Linked DNA regions of Mus musculus: region 1 is linked to region 2. The links are chromatin contacts, called in public HiChIP or PLAC-seq maps. All regions are on one chromosome and are shown on one strand. The core of a region is the stretch at or near the end of the contact, and the rest is flanking DNA. Distances in the headings are between cores, read along the strand shown.

Region 1 (4,979 bases), core at 2,240-4,739, 1.3 Mb before region 2:
TGTGTGTGTGTGTGTGTGTGTGTGTGTGTGTGTGTGTGTGTGTGCCATGTGCATGTAAATGCCAGAGGAGAGAAGAAGGCATTGGATCCCCTGGGACAGAGTTACAGACAGTTATGGGCTGCCACATGGGTACTGAGAACTTGTCTTAGTTAGGGTCTCCTTGCTGTGAAGAGACGCCATGACCACAGGAACTCTTATAAAGGACAGCATGTAACTGGGGCTGGTTGACAGGTTCAGAGGTTCAGTCCTTTATTGCTATGGTGGGAAGCAAGGCAGAATTGAGGCAGGCATGCTCTGATGGAGCTGAGAGTTCTACATCTTGTTCCAGAGGCAACCAGGAGAAGACTGACTTCCAGGCAGCTAGGATGAGGGTCTTAAAGCCCATGCCCACAGTGACACACACCTCCTCACAGTGCCACCCCCTGGGCCAAGCATGTTCAAACCCACCACAGAACTGAAGCCAGTCCTTCTGCAAGAGTAGCAAGTGCTTTTTAACCACAGAGGCATCTCTAACTCCATGGCCTAATCTTCGGGTTTGTGACGATTTATTACGTCACCCTAAGGAAAGTGGTACACCCCTTATGCCCCACATGAGAACTGTAGGGCTGGGATGTGGCTCAGCTGGTAGAGAGCTTGCACAAATCCCAGCATTTGGGAGGTGGAGGCAGGAGGATCAGATGTCTAAGGTCCTCCTTACCCATAACAAGTTCCAGATCAGTATACACAGCACCTTCTCTCAAAAAGAAGTGGGCTGGGGAATTCTGTAGAACTTACTGGAATTCATAGTTTCTTAAATGGAAACCAATTCTAAATTGCTCTTCCCCCACAATCCCTATATATTCTTCTGCTTGTATATATAGATTAACATTTTCAGTTTTAAAAAAAGGTAATAAGCCGGGCAGTGCTGGTGCACACCTTTAATCTCAGCACTTGGGATGCAGAGGCAGGTGGATTTCTGAGTTCTAGGCCACTCTGTAGAGTGCAGCCAGGACTACACAGAGAAACCCTGTCTTGAAAAACAAAAAACAAAAAACAAAAAAACCAAAAAAAACCAAAAAAAAAAAATAGTATAAAATATTTGTGCTATATATGAAGAAATAAAGAATAATACAGTGACCATGTGTTTGCCTAATGTGAGCCTTAAATTGAAGCATGGTGGACTCTTAAATTTCCTGCAGATCTCCCAGCTACCTTTTTCTTCGATGCTGCTCCTTAGAGGAAATCCTGTCCTTGAAGAACTTGTTTATTTCCAGGAGCTTCCAGACTCCACAACTAGATTGCGTTTGGCTAGATATAATCAACACCCTATATTGTTTTGCATATTTTAAGTCTTCTGGGAAAAAAGGTGTGCTGTGTGTGCTTGTTCTACCAATTAAACTAATATTGCTTCTTCTATATGTATACGATGTGTTGTGTGTGTGATACTTGTTAGTGTGGGTATCTGAACATTTGCCTGCAGATAGAAAGCACAGAGGTGCCAGGCATGGTGGCACATGCCTTTAATCCCAGCACTCGGGAGGCAGAGGCAGGTGGATTTCTGAGTTCGAGGCCAGCCTGGTCTACAGAGTGAGTTCCAGGACAGCCAGGGCTATACAGAGAAACTCTGTCTCGAAAAACCAAAAAAAAAAAAAAAAAAAAAAAAAAGAAAAAGAAAAAAAGAAAAAGAAAGCATAGAGGTGGATGTCTGGTGTCTCTCCTCAGTACTCCACCTTTTGTTGTTTTGGGAGGAATCTCTCATCATTATCCTGTTATTTCATGTTATTTCATAGGTGTGGCTAGGCTGCTTAACCAAGCTCCAGGCTTCTGCCTATCTCTCTGGGACTACAGGCATGCACCACCGAGTTTTTTCTATAGATTCTGGGGATTTGAACTCAGGACTTTATGTCTGTTCAGCAGGCCCTTTATTAATGGAGCCAGAGCCTCAGCTAACTCATTTTATTTCTATTTGTGGAATCTATCCACTTTAGAATATGAATTTCTGGCAGATTTTTTTCATTTATGTCTCATAATCCAGTCTATGAAAATAATCACCTACCTAGTTTCCTACTGTTTAACAAGTACCTTTTGCCACTCTCTGCCCTGTCCCCTCCACCCCCCCTATTCAGCTGTTTCTTTTGTTTGTCACGTGGACTATAAGTATAATAATCTTTGTCTAGCGTAAATACTTAGCAGTGAGTCCTAGGATGGGCTCCCCTCAGCTCCACCAACTGCTGTCAAATAGGTTCCCCACAGGTTTCTAGTAATTTAGATTTCTGCCAGCTGTGCCTGTTGATTCCAGTGTTCTGCCTTCCACACTAACCATGATGGTTTTTACTTTAAAAACTTAACCTGAAGGCCTCGGAAGGGACTTCCCTATGTACTAGAAAACTGAAGTCAATTTTCACACACGGTGTTCTCTGTTTTGCAATCTGCCTGTTCTCCTCTTTGCCACTTTTTATTGGTTTGTATTTTTCATTGATCTGTAATTTTTTTTTACATATTCTGCACACAGAACCTATTATATTGGCCTTACATGTATATGACCTATACCTCTTTCTCCTAAGACCAGGTTTGTCTTCTTTATGTTCTGTTACATTAGAGTTATCAGTTCCTGTCACATTTCTCTCCCTAGTGTTAATCATGTGGTCATAGATAAACAAGAAGGAGGGGAGGGGATGAGAGAGGGAGAGATTAAGGAAAGATTCACCAAGAACCAAAGCTTCTTTAATTATTTTTAAGACTGAGTCACATGAAGCCCATTGTTGGCCTTGAACTCACTATGTAGCCCACACTGGCTTTAAATTTCCTACTTCTACCTCCCAATGACTGGGATTACAGATGTGAGCCACCATACCTGTACCATTCACCACATTTTAAAAGCTAATTTTAGATAAGACATCCCATCAGTTTTGTCTACACACATACTCTGTGTGTAGAAGTGAGTCATTAGAATCCCATTCAAACTCAGGTGGTTTGTGTATACTGCATAGTCAAACCACAGTTATTCGGTTCTACACACATTTTCTACATACATTCTCTACACACATTCTCCAAGGAGGCTCTGGGAAGACCAGTAAGTACCCCATGCTCCCCGGGCAAAAATATAGTGGAAGAAATACTTAAACTTAGCTGCTTGAAAACAAAAACAAAATCCTAAATTCGAATGGTTTTCAATTATCCTGGCTTCAGGTTCTTATACAATTTTTAAAAAGATTAACACCCAGTTCAAGCTCTCATTATTCTAAAAAGCGTAATTTCCACCAGGCTGAAATTTTCTATGAGGTTGCCGCCCCGAGGAATGGGTAGTTTTCAAGTTTTGTAATTATAAGCAAAATCAGGTTCCTAACACTTTTTTTTTTTTTTTTTTTTAAGAGTTGCCACTATTGTGCACAATGGCATTCTGGAAAATGTAGTCTCGCCATGCTGAACCAGACTCACTGGAATCCAATCAGCAGACAGCCAACAGCCATGTGCACCGTGGTTGGCTGGGAGCCGCGTCCGCCCGCCCCTTGGCCTGTCACTCAGCCGACTGCAAAGGCGTCCCCCGGGCCTTGTGGAGCGTGTGGTCCGCTGGCCTGTTTGCTACTAGGGCAGGTTGGTGATTCTCCAGGGCAGCCATGGCAGAGCCACAGCCGGCGTCCAGTGGCCTCACTGATGAGACCGCTTTCAGCTGCTGCTCCGATCCAGACCCTAGCACCAAGGTGGGTGACAGGGCCTCCTTTTCGGCGGCTGGAGCGACCTGGGGCTCTGGCCCTGCCTGACGGAATCCTAACCCGGTCTGGCCGCTGCTTGCATGTCGGCCGGCTGACGGCGCAGTGGAGTGAGCTGGAAAGAGGGCGATGGGGGCAGGGGCGGGGGGACAGTGCAGAGGGATCCCCATCTTCAGAAAGTTATTTCAAAACTTGTAAACGCCCCCCAGAGTGCGTTAACTTGTTTATTTTGGGCACGGTGTCTTGAAGCCAGGGCGATTCAGGGTCAGATTCCGTGTCTGTGGGTGCAGTTATCCTGGCTTAGGCGCCATGTCCCTTTAGACGGGCAGGCACTTTCAGAACTTGTATAGCTCAAGGGGCCCCTCTGTAACTGGTCCCTCTCAGCCGTACTCTTTTTCGTAGTCGCCTTGCCGCCAGGGTTCACTCCTCCAAACTACTGCGGTTGCTCGAATTTAACTGCCTTTGCTTGCTTGGCTTTGCCATTGCTCAAGTCCACACTTCTGTCCACCAAGAGTCTCTGGAGAGATTACAGATAATAAATAGGACCTCGACTTGGAGGGAATCTTAGACACTTTTCTTCGGACCCTTTCGTTTTGTAGTTACAACCAGTAAGGAGCTTAACCGATGGCATTGAAAAACTTTCCCTTAAACACGGCTGTACTTACAGTAAAGTAGGCAAGACTCATTCAGGTGTGGTCCCTGCCTCTGCATGGCCAAAAGTTAGACGTGGTGGCTGACGGAGGAATTTATTCCTGTATAGTCATCCGTGCCAGTAAACACCTATATTCAATTAGGTGCTGCATCATTGTGAATTCCTGGATTGAATGTGGGCTTTATGCAGACCTCTAGGAGGGGCAGATAGATGGTGAAGACTTTGGTCCCTGCTTGTTCTTTGCCTTAAGGGCAAACAAGAGTCAGACATACTGTAATTGCCAAAGCTTTTGACTAGCACCAGGTGTGTACTTAGGGACACTCTTAGTCACTACAAAATTAAGGCAGGAAGGAAAGGCCGAATACAGGCACACTCACACACACTTCTCCCCATTCCTTCTATTTACCCATACATAACCTTAGTATGCATTTAATTTTTTAACATTGTGTGTGTGTGTGTGCATGCGTGTGTACGTCAGTGAACAACTTTCTCTCCATATTTGTGGGTATTGGGAAATTCAGGTCTTTGCCTTGGCAGCTGAACCATATCGTTGATCTCCTAGATATTTTATACACTATAAATTGGTTCATTCCATGTGAATTGGTTTCCTACATTACTGAAAATTTGTTCATCCATCC
Region 2 (5,374 bases), core at 878-3,377:
CCTGGCGCATACCAGTCCAGCGCTCTGCCACTGAGCCAACCCCCATTCCCCGTGTGTTCTTAAGAGAGAAACTGAAACAAGTCAACTTTGAGTTAACCAAATGGGAGAGAGGTCCATAAAAAGTTCCACACTGGGAACTACCCAGTGAACAAGGGAAAGACTTTGACTCTGAAGATGTAGGCGTAATCTCTACTACCAAGAGTGCGATGACTACAGAACATTCGATACCAAAGTGATACAGGCTTTCAGATCATAAAATGTGTGGGGTTGTAAGCTGTGTGTGCCTTGTTATGTGTTACTTCATACTGTGTGAAACAGCAGTTTTCAGGTTGTACCTTGCCCGAGGTGACTCCATTCTATAAAAGCAGCGTTTGGCTCTATTTTAAGTGGGAATGCAGAAGCAGGAAGACCACACCACGCCTCACTGTGCATAGGGTTCCACCACCTGTTAGCGTCTCTCACGCAGAACGGACTGACAACCACTTACTTCTAAAAGTTAATAAACAGAGTTTTCCACCTATAGGCCTATCGAGGCTGCCAGATGAGGTGACACACGCCTTTAATCCCAACACTTGGGAGGCAGAGGAGGGCTGGAGACCAGCCTGGTTTACAGAGTGAGTTCCAGGCTAGCCAGGGAGGAAAACCAAACCAAACCAACCAACCAACCAACCATAACTTATCAAAATAAATTAGAACTCTATGAACACATAAGGGTACTGAATTCACACCAGGAGATCCATTATCAAATACACTAAATAAAACCAACTTATCATATGCCCTAGAAAGTGGCAAAAATCGATCACCTTCACTTGAGCCCCATGAACACTTCTAAAGCTATAATGACAAGAGCCCCCATTGCCCGTGTAACCACGAGTGTGTTCATTAAAGGCTGACAGCAGAGAACTCCTACCAATCTCTGGAGCTCAAGATCCTCCCCTTCCTGCCACTGTTGATGTGGCCACCTGTGTGTCCTTCTGGACCATCTTCCAGTTCATTCCCAAGCTCACCTCAATGGTGAAGTCTAGCTCCGGGCCTCCCTCAGCTCCAAAGCCTTCATACCTTATCATGAATACTTGTCTTTCTCTTTACATCTGTCTTCTGCTTCATGTAAGGCCTCTTAGAACTCCTGTGGCCTCTTTACCCCTTACACAGCTATTCAATAGCCTACATAGACATATAATTACTGTGGGATGTGTAGTCTCCGGTGAGAGTTAATATCACCAGTGAAGACTGGAATGATATATTCTATTTTCGGTGATGGCCAGCTGTCAAGGGAAATCTCGAAATCTTGGCAAAATTGCAGCCAACGAAACCCAGTTTGTGAATCTGTACTTCCATTGTGAAAGACATTGTGCCTGGCACTGTGAAAAGACAAACGTGTCCCTTTATGTTTCTGACATAGCATACTCACGACACATGGCTTGCAAGGTTTAAGTCTTAAAATGCAAGGAAACACTAGGCAGCTTATTTTTCTCGTACTGGCAGGCGATTGACTGCAAACGGGTCAGTGTGCCATGCCACGTTCTGAGACGCCAAGTTTATCACATTAAGTCCACATTAAAATAAATAAAATTAAATTAAGTACTTCCTCCTTAACATTTGGGCTAAGATGTCTAAGAAGGGGCCATTCAGGGGTGACGCTAAGGCATCTGTGACAGGTTGGCAAGCGGGGTCAGGGCTTTCGGACACGGCCGCCACGTCTGCGAACCAAGTTCGAGCAGTGTCGGACCCCGTCACCCTCCCCGCGGAGCCTCGGGAAAGATGTCAGAGGGGATCTGCCCCGGGGAGCGGTCGGGGGTGCTGTCAGTCAGCAGAACGCGGACGGGAGCGGCGAGGAGGGCGGCGCGAGGCAGCGGCGGCCGCGGAGGGCGGCCGGCCTCCCCCCTCCCGGCCTCGGGCCCCAGTCACTCACATGCGGGCCCGCGCCCTCTCGGGCTCCTCCCGCCTCGGGGACAGCAGCCGCCGGGCGAGGAGGGTGGGCCAACAACTTCCTGCTTCCGGCAGCGCGACCCGGAAGTGGTTCTCGCGCCGCCGGCCAGGGCTGGAACACAAAGGAAAAGCTCCTTGCGCCCCAGGTTCCGAAACAGATCTGGCGAGGTCGCGGGGCGCGGGGCGCGGGGCAAATCTCGCGGTATCTGAAAAGCTTGTGCTCTTGCTCCCCCTGACGTCCAGATGGCACTACTGCGCCTTCTCAGTCGTAGAAGTCTCAAAATATTAATAACAACAATAATAATAATAATAAAAAAATTTTTTTAGGGGTCCGGACTCATTGACTCAATTCATTCCCATTTACACTTGGCTCACTCGTTTGTATCTATTGACTGCTGGTTCTGTGGTAAGCATCACTAAGCACTGTACTCTTAGGAAACTGCTTCAAGAATTATATATTGTAACATGAACATTCTCACAACACCTGACCATGAACCAGCCAAACAGGTTTATGGAGCTGGTTAACTGACTGCAGGTTTCTCTCACAAATAGGGAGTGGCAGTCAGCAACTGTTTGTATATGTGTGTGTGTGTGTGTGTGTGTGTGTGTGTGTAGTATGTGTACGCTTCTCCATGCACATAAGTGTCTTCAGAGGCACCGGATCCCATGGAACTGGACTTACAGACAACTGTGAGCAGAATGATATAGATTCTGGGAACTGAACTCAAATTCTTTGGGAAAACAGCTTTCTGAACAGCCAAGCCATCTCTCAAGCCTCTATATCAGAACCTTTAACTGATTTCTACCCGGGGACCTGAAACAAAATGCTGGGCTCAGCCCTGATGCTATAACTCAAAAGCCATGGTGACTGTGAGATGGGGTCAGATGAACCAGAGCAAAGACTCCAGGCCACCAGGCCACTCTACGCTCTCCCCATACAGGCACAAATAAGTCTCCTTTCCTGACACCCACTACTACCTGTACCCTCAGCTGACATACTAAGCCTGCCAGAACTGACTTTGTTTTTAACCCCTTAAAATGACAGTTACACAGGCTAGAGAAAGGGCTCCGGAGTTACAAGCACCTGCTGCTCCAGAAAAAGACCAGAGTTCACTTTCCAGCACCCACACAATGGCTTAGAACTGTCTGTAGCTGCCGGGCAGAGTGAGTTCCAGGACAGGCAGGGCTATACAGAGAAACCCTGTCTCGAAAAACCAAATAAACAAAAAAACAAAAAAACTAAAAAGGAGAATATATGGAGCCTAAATTCATCTATGGTGGCCTTGGAAATTCTCAAAGTCCCCTTTTCAGAACCTCACCGAGTGAGAGAACTGGGGTTAGCAGAGTTCCCATCACTTGAAGCTGCAAGGCAAAGAGAGACAGGTGAGACTGCACTGAAGAGGTACAGTTCTGTTTCCCTAAGGACACCAGCTTTACAGAGAACAGTGACGATCAGAGTGGCAGCCTCCTTAGATGACAGGCTGGAAGAGAACAGAGAATGTCTTTAAGAATTTAGGGCTAGCCTTGCAGTGGTAGCGCAAGCCTTTTATCCCAGCACTCGGGAGGCAGAGGCAGGCAGATTTCTGAGTTCAAGGCCAGCCTGGTCTACAGAGTGAGCTCCAGGACAGCCAGGGCTACACAGCGAAACCCTGTCTTGAAAAACCAAAAAAAAAAAAAAAAAAAAAAAAAAAAGGTGTTTCACAGACTGGGCTGCTTTGGGGAGTTTCTTTCCAAGGCATCTCTAGCTGTTCTCTTGAACAGGGCTGGAGGGGGGAAGGGCTGGAGAGATGGCTCAGCAGTTAAGAGCACTGCCTGCTCTTCCTGAGGTCCTGAGTTCAATTTATGGTGGCTCACAACCATCTGTAATGGGATCCATTGCCATCTTCTGGTGTGTCTGAAGAGAGCAATAGTGTACTCATGTACATATAAAAAACAAAAACAAAAACAAAAACAAACAAACAAACAAACAAAAAACCTTTTAAAAAATCTGGGGGATTAAACCTTATTGATGATGTCTCCCAAGAAGAGACATTTACTGTTCCGAGCTAGGAACAGAGTGTAGATGAATCTATTCTACCTTCTGTGGCAGCATCACTCGGTAAACATTAACTGGGATTTGCCCAGAAAAAGAAAAGCAAAGAAACCAAGACCACACATAGCCAAGCAGTGGTCAGGGACACTCACCTATGATGCTTTGGGTGGACTCAGGAATGAGCCCCCATGATGTCAGAGGTAACACAGTGACAGAGACCTAGAGCCCCATGTCACCTTCAACTGTCTGTTAGTCTTTTAGGGACCTTGACTCAGGAGTCATGAATTGGATATAGCAGAGGTTTTCAGGCCTAACTAATTAAAAGCTGAGTTGGAGATTTTTATAAGGCTTTTTTTTTTTTAAAAAGGACTTATTTATTTCATGTATGTGAGTACACTGTCACTGTCTTCAGACACATCAGAAGAGGGCATCAGATCCCATTACAGATGGTTGTGAGCCACCATGTGGTTGCTGGGAATTAAACTCAGGTCCTCTGGAAGAGCAGTCTGTGCTCTTAACTGCGGAGTCATCTCTCCAGCCCTATAAAGATATTCTTAATGACATAAACCATGAAGATTAAGGGAGAAAGAGAACAGGAAGACAGACAGAGTTAAGTCTCTCTAGGTGTCGCTAGGGAGAGAGGTTGAAGGGAAGCCTGAAGAGCAAGCCATGCCCAAGAAGGAGGGAGAAGAAGGGAAGGAAGGGGTGAAGCGGGCAAAGCGAGGGAGGAGGAGGAAGGGACAGGAATGTCTAACTATGGGGTAGCCTAATCACATGGCCCCTAAGATCTCTGGGGAGAAGCCCCCTGAAGGCCTACTGGTGAGTGAGGAGTAAAGGCTCACACCGCTCACTCACCCTCACAAACACAGAGAAGGCTGACAGGCCGCCTCACAGTGCAGTGTCAAATATGGGTCAGAAATGGTGCTGAGCTGAGGGTCGGATTCGACACTGGATTATTTTTAAGTTGACGTTGGCCTGCCTTAATATAACATAATTGTAGAACACATCGAAAATGCCAAAACATTACAAAACTTAAAAAAAAAAAATTAAAAAGTACTCCCCAGCCGGGCGTGGTGGCGCATGCCTTTAGTCCCAGCACTTGCGAGGCAGAGGCTGGCGGATTTCTGAGTTCGAGGTCAGCCTGGTCTACAAAGTGAGTTCCAGGACAGCCAGGGCTACACAGAGAAACCCTGTCTCGAAAACCAAAAAAAAAAAAAAAAAAAAAAAAAAAAAAAAAAAAAAAGTACCCCTAAAAAAGATAAGATAAAATCTATAATTTTAGGCTGTGGAAGTTAGCTGCTTTTGATGGTTTAGTGTGTGCTTCTGACATGCTGGGCAACTAAGCTCTCACTGAGCTAGAGCCCCTGCCGCTTCTCTTCTCTGTGTATATGTGTGTCTCTCTGTGTGTGTGTG

Evidence for each region. HiChIP or PLAC-seq counts read pairs in DNA pulled down with a chosen protein or histone mark.
Region 1: an H3K4me3 HiChIP or PLAC-seq map of embryonic stem cells shows a contact between it and region 2, with 5 read pairs. The contact joins the promoter of Glo1 here to the promoter of BC004004 in region 2. A contact is called at or near these places in 1 of 39 promoter capture datasets (liver) and 1 of 115 datasets of contacts at active chromatin or transcription factors (embryonic stem cells).

What each region holds. Positions count from the first base shown.
Region 1 is chr17:30,611,169-30,616,147 of GRCm38.p6, reverse strand. Glo1 (glyoxalase 1) reads left to right here and starts at 3,489. Exons shown (of 6, transcript NM_025374.3): 1 at 3,489-3,680. The coding sequence starts at 3,597.
Region 2 is chr17:29,265,541-29,270,914 of GRCm38.p6, reverse strand. BC004004 (cDNA sequence BC004004) reads right to left here and starts at 2,127. Exons shown (of 9, transcript NM_030561.3): 1 at 1,913-2,127.